Linked DNA regions of Mus musculus: region 1 is linked to region 2. A link is a contact called in public promoter capture Hi-C data. All regions are on one chromosome and are shown on one strand. The core of a region is the stretch at or near the end of the contact, and the rest is flanking DNA. Distances in the headings are between cores, read along the strand shown.

Evidence for each region. Promoter capture Hi-C pulls out the DNA fragments that hold promoters and counts their contacts.
Region 1: a promoter capture Hi-C map of maxillary cranial neural crest shows a contact between it and region 2. The contact joins the enhancer-like site here to the promoter of H3c2 in region 2. A contact is called at or near these places in 5 of 39 promoter capture datasets (cranial neural crest, frontonasal cranial neural crest, hippocampal neurons and 2 more), 3 of 115 datasets of contacts at active chromatin or transcription factors (astrocytes, forebrain and stem cell-derived neural progenitor cells) and 1 of 9 other capture datasets (liver).

What each region holds. Positions count from the first base shown.
Region 1 is chr13:24,712,027-24,715,363 of GRCm38.p6, forward strand. It overlaps Ripor2 (RHO family interacting cell polarization regulator 2), which reads left to right. Exons shown (of 23, transcript NM_029679.2): 17 at 1,596-1,731; 18 at 3,264-3,337. Among named protein-coding and RNA genes, the nearest start is that of Armh2, 28 kb to the right of the region's middle. Within about 2 kb of position 1,770, at least 40 of the 459 cell types and tissues checked have an H3K27ac peak or open chromatin away from gene starts, as enhancers often do. A contact at or near this core is called in neural stem cells, where this site is marked.
Region 2 is chr13:23,750,603-23,753,595 of GRCm38.p6, forward strand. H3c2 (H3 clustered histone 2) reads left to right here and starts at 1,743. Exons shown (of 1, transcript NM_178203.3): 1 at 1,743-2,238. The coding sequence starts at 1,778. The coding sequence ends at 2,188. H2ac4 (H2A clustered histone 4) reads left to right here and starts at 486. Exons shown (of 1, transcript NM_175660.3): 1 at 486-990. The coding sequence starts at 531. The coding sequence ends at 923.

The DNA.
Region 1 (3,337 bases), core at 520-3,019, 960 kb after region 2:
GATCTGTCCTAGGAAAAAACAATTTTATAGGTAATCTTCCCTTTTTTTTTTTTTTTTTTGGTTTTTTGAGACAGGGTTTCTCTGTGTAGCCCTGGCTGTCCTGGAACTCACTCTGTAGACCAAGCAGGCCTCAAACTCAGAAATCCACCTGCCTCTGCCTCCCGAGTGCTGGGATTAAAGGTGTGCGCCACCAAGCCTGGCACTATGGGTAATCTTATGGAGAAAAAGATATAAGCTGAAGGAGTGAGAATTACAATCCCCACTTCCCACTTGTTATCACCCTACAATCCTAGTGTTTCCTACCACTTGGTATATATAATTGCAGGAAGTTAAAAAAATAAATAAATAACCGGCATTCTGTGAGCTCACTGTACTTCTACTTTAGAAACAAGGTTTGTGTCCACTGTGCCTGCTGGCAGGAAAGACATCGGTGTGTAACTGATACTTTCATTTTGTTTTGACTTTTATTTTGTAGCCCAAGCTGGTTTAGAACTTAGCTGTGTAGCTGAGGCTGACCTTGACCTGACCTTCCTGCCTCTACTTGCCGAGTTTTGGGACTACGGGCATACACCACCACACTTGGGTACTTGTTAGACTCTGGAGTTTGAGAATTCCATTTATCTTTAGGGTTCGAGTGATCTAGACAGTGTGGCATGGCAGTGTCATTATCACCCAGGGGTCATGCCTGCCATCCCTGCCTACCAGGTAACCTGGGCAGGTTTCCAAGGGTCACAGAAGGAGCAGAGCCTTGGAGCAACGAGTTGCTTAGGTCCTTTCCTGTCTCAGAGCTCCTTTTCCTGCCCCCCCACCCCCCCCCAACACAAGTGAAGCCAATCTCTGTTTCTGTGGCACTGGGCCAGTTACTTACCCTGGGTGTGCCTCAGTCACAAAGTGTTTTCTGTCAACAAAATAGGACTCACTTCATCAGGTCACCATGAGACATGTGTGAACTAGCACTCGTATAGGGCTCAGAACGGCACCAGGAATACCGGCAGCACTCTTGGATTACACTGGGATAGCTCTAACCACAAGAATGACCATATGATGATATCCTCTTAACTTTCAGCTTGGAAACAGGGAAATTAAACCACGCAGTGAAAAACCCAAGCACTCATAAAAACAAATCCTATACTGCTCGTCCCCCAGGTCACAGCCTAAATGCCCTCTGCTATCTTCAAGGAGACGGAACTTTACATAGAACGAAGGGCAGGGCTGAGGGTGGAGTTTATAGCACGTATTTGGGAAGCTAAGGCAGGGGGATTATGAGTTTGAGGGCAGAGTGAGCTACATAGTTTCAGGCCAGTCTGAAGCACATGGTAGACCCTGTCTGAAAGAAAAAGAGAGGCGGGGGAGAAGAGAGAGAAGAAAATGGAAAATTCACAATAAATTGAAGCTCTGCCAGTGAGAAATCTCCAGAATATGTAAAAAGCTTGAAAGTAACAAAACCAGGTGTGATTTTTCTGACCTGAGGAACACTGACAAACTGGGACTAAAAGTGCAGCAGAGCTCTGCCTCTGCAACCTCTTCGGGAAGGATCCGGAGGGGAAGGTCACTGCCCTTGTCATCATTAAAAGGGCTTTTATTTGTCTTGTCAGCAAATCGTCTTCTCTAGCAAAACCCCCTTTGTGGCAAGAAGTCTCTTGGAGAAGCTGTCGAGGCAGGTCCTTGTGATGCAGAAGCTGGCAGCCGTGAGTGACGAGAACCTCGGGAACATCACCTCTGTGGTGGAAGGTAAGCCCGCCACCTGCAGGCCATCCCTGGAACCGAAGCACGCCCGACCACGCATGCTCACTGGAACTCAGTGGCGAGGCAGCTGAGTATACTCCAGCCTCAGTCTGGCTCCGAGCTTGTGTCTGGTGCAGAACTTTGGGGGACGGTTCAATGTGTGCGAAGATCAGACCTCATTCCTTAGTAGCCATCTACCTTGGTTTTTGAAACAGGATCTCTCACTAGCCTGAAGCTCACTAGGCTAGCTAGCCAGCAAGCCCAGGATCCTCTTGTTTCTCTCTCACCCCTCCCTAGCACTGAGGTTACAAGCACTATGTAACCAGCTTTTTAACTGTGGGTCCCGGTGTTCAAACCCGGGTCCTTGTGCTTTCAAGGCAAGCATTTTACCAATTGAGCCATTCTTCAGCTTCACAGCAGAACATGCCATGGAGTAGATACCCTTGACTTTTTGTGATCTGGCCACTGGACTCTTTCATAAAGGCAAGGGTTTGTCCTTTTTCACATCAGATATGAATGGAAACAGAGACTTCTGGGAAATCTGTAACTGAGCCTGAACCCACCCTGAAGTTCTCCCGATGCATTTCTGCCTCTCTTTTCTATTCCTGCTAAGAGCAGTGACTTTGGCAGGTAACTAAATGGTGGGAGAAATGGCAGACATTCGGGCTGCAAATGAGTTGTGTCTCGTGCTCTACTACAGCCTCGTCCTGATCACAGGCACCCACAAGTGTGATTGTGAGCATGTGCCACCTGCCCGTGCTGTCTGCTTGGACTGACCTGGGAGCCTGGGGCAGAGGAAAGGCTCTTCCAGCAAACCCTGCCGTGTTCCGGCCCCTCCGAGGGCTTATTCTGTATGGCGTTTTTGCTATAAAGTCACAGGAGTTTAGTGTGGCCTCCCCAAGGCTGAGCAGCTGTGCCTTGTCTTTGAGAACAAACAGCTGAGTAGTCACTGAGGTCTCTTTGCTCCAGGGAGGAGGGGTTTTTCTCTGGACCGCCTACCAATCCACAAAGACTGTAGTAGTTCCAGTAGAAAAGCACAGTCCTAGTGCCTGTGGGGGCATATCTAATCTCATCTACTCAGGACACTGAGACCACTTCAAGGTCAGCCTGTGCTATAGAGTGAGATCAAGGTTACCCTGGGCAAGACATATTTCAAAATCATTAGTAAAAAGGTTAGAGATGTAACTCAGTGGTAGTGCATTCCTGAGATCCTAGGATCAATCCCCAGTAACACACACACACACACACACACACACACGATGAAAGAAAAAGGAAAGAAGGGAAATTTGCCTGGGGGGGGCGGAGGGGATAGACAAGAAGATTGGGAATTCAAGGTTATCCCTTTGTTTGAGGATAAACTGGGTTACATGAGACCTAGTCTTAGATAATGAATGAATGAATGAAAATATTGTTAAAAATAAAACAAAATAAAGGTTTTTAAAAACACAAAAGACAGGCTCTAATGTCCCTGGGACAGCTTACCACCAGACCCAGGTTGCCATCATCCTCTCTTCATTAACATCCCTCTTCTCTTCCAGCCATACCAGAATTTCACAAAAAGCTCTCCTTGCTGGCCTTCTGGACCAAATGCTGCAGCCCCAGCGGGGTCTAC
Region 2 (2,993 bases), core at 493-2,992:
GTTAAACCTGAAATGGCCTTACCAGGAATACAAGATGGAGGAAGTGCCACACTGACTTTCCTTGTCATAAAAACACAATTCTAAACCCTGAAAACAGGACAGTAGCTTAACAACTCAGAAACACTCCTACTCTATATTTCAGAGTTTCTAAAACTACAAAGACCTTGATGAAAACAACAAGAAAATCAGTCAGTTACTTATTTCCATTTAAGTAAAAACTGGAAAAGAAAGTAAAAAAAAGTTCTTAACTATTAATCATGAAAACCAGAGTTTAAATCCCAGAATCTACGTGGTTTTTATTTTTTAAAGAACGATATGAAAAAGGACTGGATGCGAAAAATAAAATGCAGGCCTTTATGCAAATGAGGAGCTCAAATTCTGGCTTTCTATTGGGTACGATATATTAACCAATGGGAGAAACACAAACAGAATACCTCCAGTTAGTATAAATGCTTGCTGTTCAGTTGCAGAATTTACTATATATTCTTTTCCTTTCTCTGCTTTGCCTTTACTGATACTTAAACGCATACATGTCTGGACGCGGAAAGCAGGGTGGCAAGGCCCGCGCTAAGGCCAAGACCCGCTCCTCCCGGGCCGGCCTGCAGTTCCCCGTAGGCCGCGTGCATCGGCTGCTCCGCAAGGGCAACTACTCGGAGCGCGTGGGCGCCGGCGCCCCGGTGTACCTGGCGGCCGTGCTGGAGTACCTGACGGCCGAGATCCTGGAGCTGGCGGGCAACGCGGCCCGCGACAACAAGAAGACGCGCATCATCCCGCGCCACCTGCAGCTGGCCATCCGCAACGACGAGGAGCTCAACAAGCTGCTGGGCCGCGTGACCATCGCGCAGGGCGGCGTCCTGCCCAACATCCAGGCCGTGCTGCTGCCCAAGAAGACCGAGAGCCACCACAAGGCCAAGGGGAAGTAATCTGGCGATTGTCTGTACTGCCCAGTTGAAAGTTAACCAAAACAAAGGCTCTTTTCAGAGCCACCCACATCTTTCCATAAAATGAGCTGCCACCTCGTGAAACGTTCTTCCACTACAGTTTTTATACTACATATGAAAAAGTTACGAAGTAGCTTTCAATCTTAGTAAATTGATTTTAATACTGTTAGTCCCTGCGATAAATCTTACGACCTTCCTTAGTTTGAGTCAAAAGTGTGTAAGAGATGAAACCTTTAGAACATACTATATAAATTTTTAGTAGAAATTTGGCACCCAGGTTTGTCATTCACGTCACGATTGTCTAGAGCATAATGGTAGTAAGGGCTAAGGGCCATTAAATCCCACTTCCATAGTTTCGGCAGTATTTTAACTAACATGATCTGCCTGTGTGTATCGGTTTGCAAATATTTGATTTTAGAATTGATAAACTACATTTATTTAAACTAGGTCTTGCAAAGCTCACAAAACCTACTTTAAATTTCTATGTTCACTTGTTTGATTACCTGAATTGAGTTTTCAAAGCTTGAGACAATTTGATGTATGTATGTAAGTAAAATTATGTAAAACTTTCTTATGTAAAATTTCTGTTCACAGGAGTTATATACACTACAGTGTAAAATTAAAGTGATAGCAAAGATGGAGGGGAAGAGAGGCGGAGAGTGTGCATGTTCTGAAAGCTTTTTAACCAGGATTTAGAAGCAGAGGCTGACCAATCCCAACAAAGCGCGGGCCCTTTGAATGTTCTTCGGTCCAATAGCGGATAGTCTGATTGTATAAAAGGTGGACAGCGCCTTGCAGCTCACTATAGTGTCAGTCTATTTTCCCTTGTTAAAGTCATGGCTCGTACTAAGCAGACCGCTCGCAAGTCCACCGGCGGCAAGGCCCCGCGCAAGCAGCTGGCCACCAAGGCCGCCCGCAAGAGCGCCCCGGCCACCGGCGGCGTGAAGAAGCCTCACCGCTACCGTCCCGGCACCGTGGCGCTGCGCGAGATCCGGCGCTACCAGAAGTCGACCGAGCTGCTGATCCGCAAGCTGCCGTTCCAGCGCCTGGTGCGCGAGATCGCGCAGGACTTCAAGACCGACCTGCGCTTCCAGAGCTCGGCCGTCATGGCTCTGCAGGAGGCGAGCGAGGCCTACCTTGTGGGTCTGTTTGAGGACACCAACCTGTGCGCCATCCACGCCAAGCGTGTCACCATCATGCCCAAGGACATCCAGCTCGCCCGCCGCATTCGTGGGGAGAGGGCTTAAACGAAACAAAGTGCAAACTGGAACCCAAAGGCTCTTTTCAGAGCCACCCACAGTTTCTGTAAAAGCAGCTGTTACTTTTCTACTGTCTTGGAAACTTTGTTTTTCAAAGATTTATCTAGTTACAAAGTATACTGTTGCTTTCTTCAGTAGGCATCAGTTCTCACTTCAGTTGTTGCTGGTATTTGAGCTCATGTCCTGGAAACTGCCTTTAAATTAAACAGTAATTTACATATTACAATAAGTGGCCAAAAGTAATGGACTGTCAGGCTTTATGTCATAAGCATTGCCTGTCTTGATTCCTTTTTGGTCTGTTCTTGGGTTTTGTCTTTTTTTGTTTTTGTTTTCGTGCTATATATTTGTGCTCTCTTGTGTAATTTCCACTACAGGTCATATCCAGGTGTCTTTTGTTCACATATTTCTGGTTCCAACACTTGTCTGTCCTGAAGCTTGTGCAATGTTTACTGTTTTTGCTGTTACTCATTGAAATCTAGTACAAAACTTAAAAAATTTTGTTTTCTATGTTTTAATAGATGCTGAAAAGTAGTATTTCAAGTTAAATACAATTTACATTATGCTGGGATATTTCAAGCAATCGTCAGAAATTTTTAGTTTTTGTAAATTTTTTCACTATATTTCTGAACTTTAAACTACAGAGGCCTCTCTACACAACCTCTCACTCCAGACATTGGCTCCCATCCCTTTCCCACTACTTTCTTACATGTAACACTGCCTATATCGGGAATGTGAATAGACAACAAACTACCAAGATTTAACTTGTGGGTGATTCGTGTGGATATATTTTCCA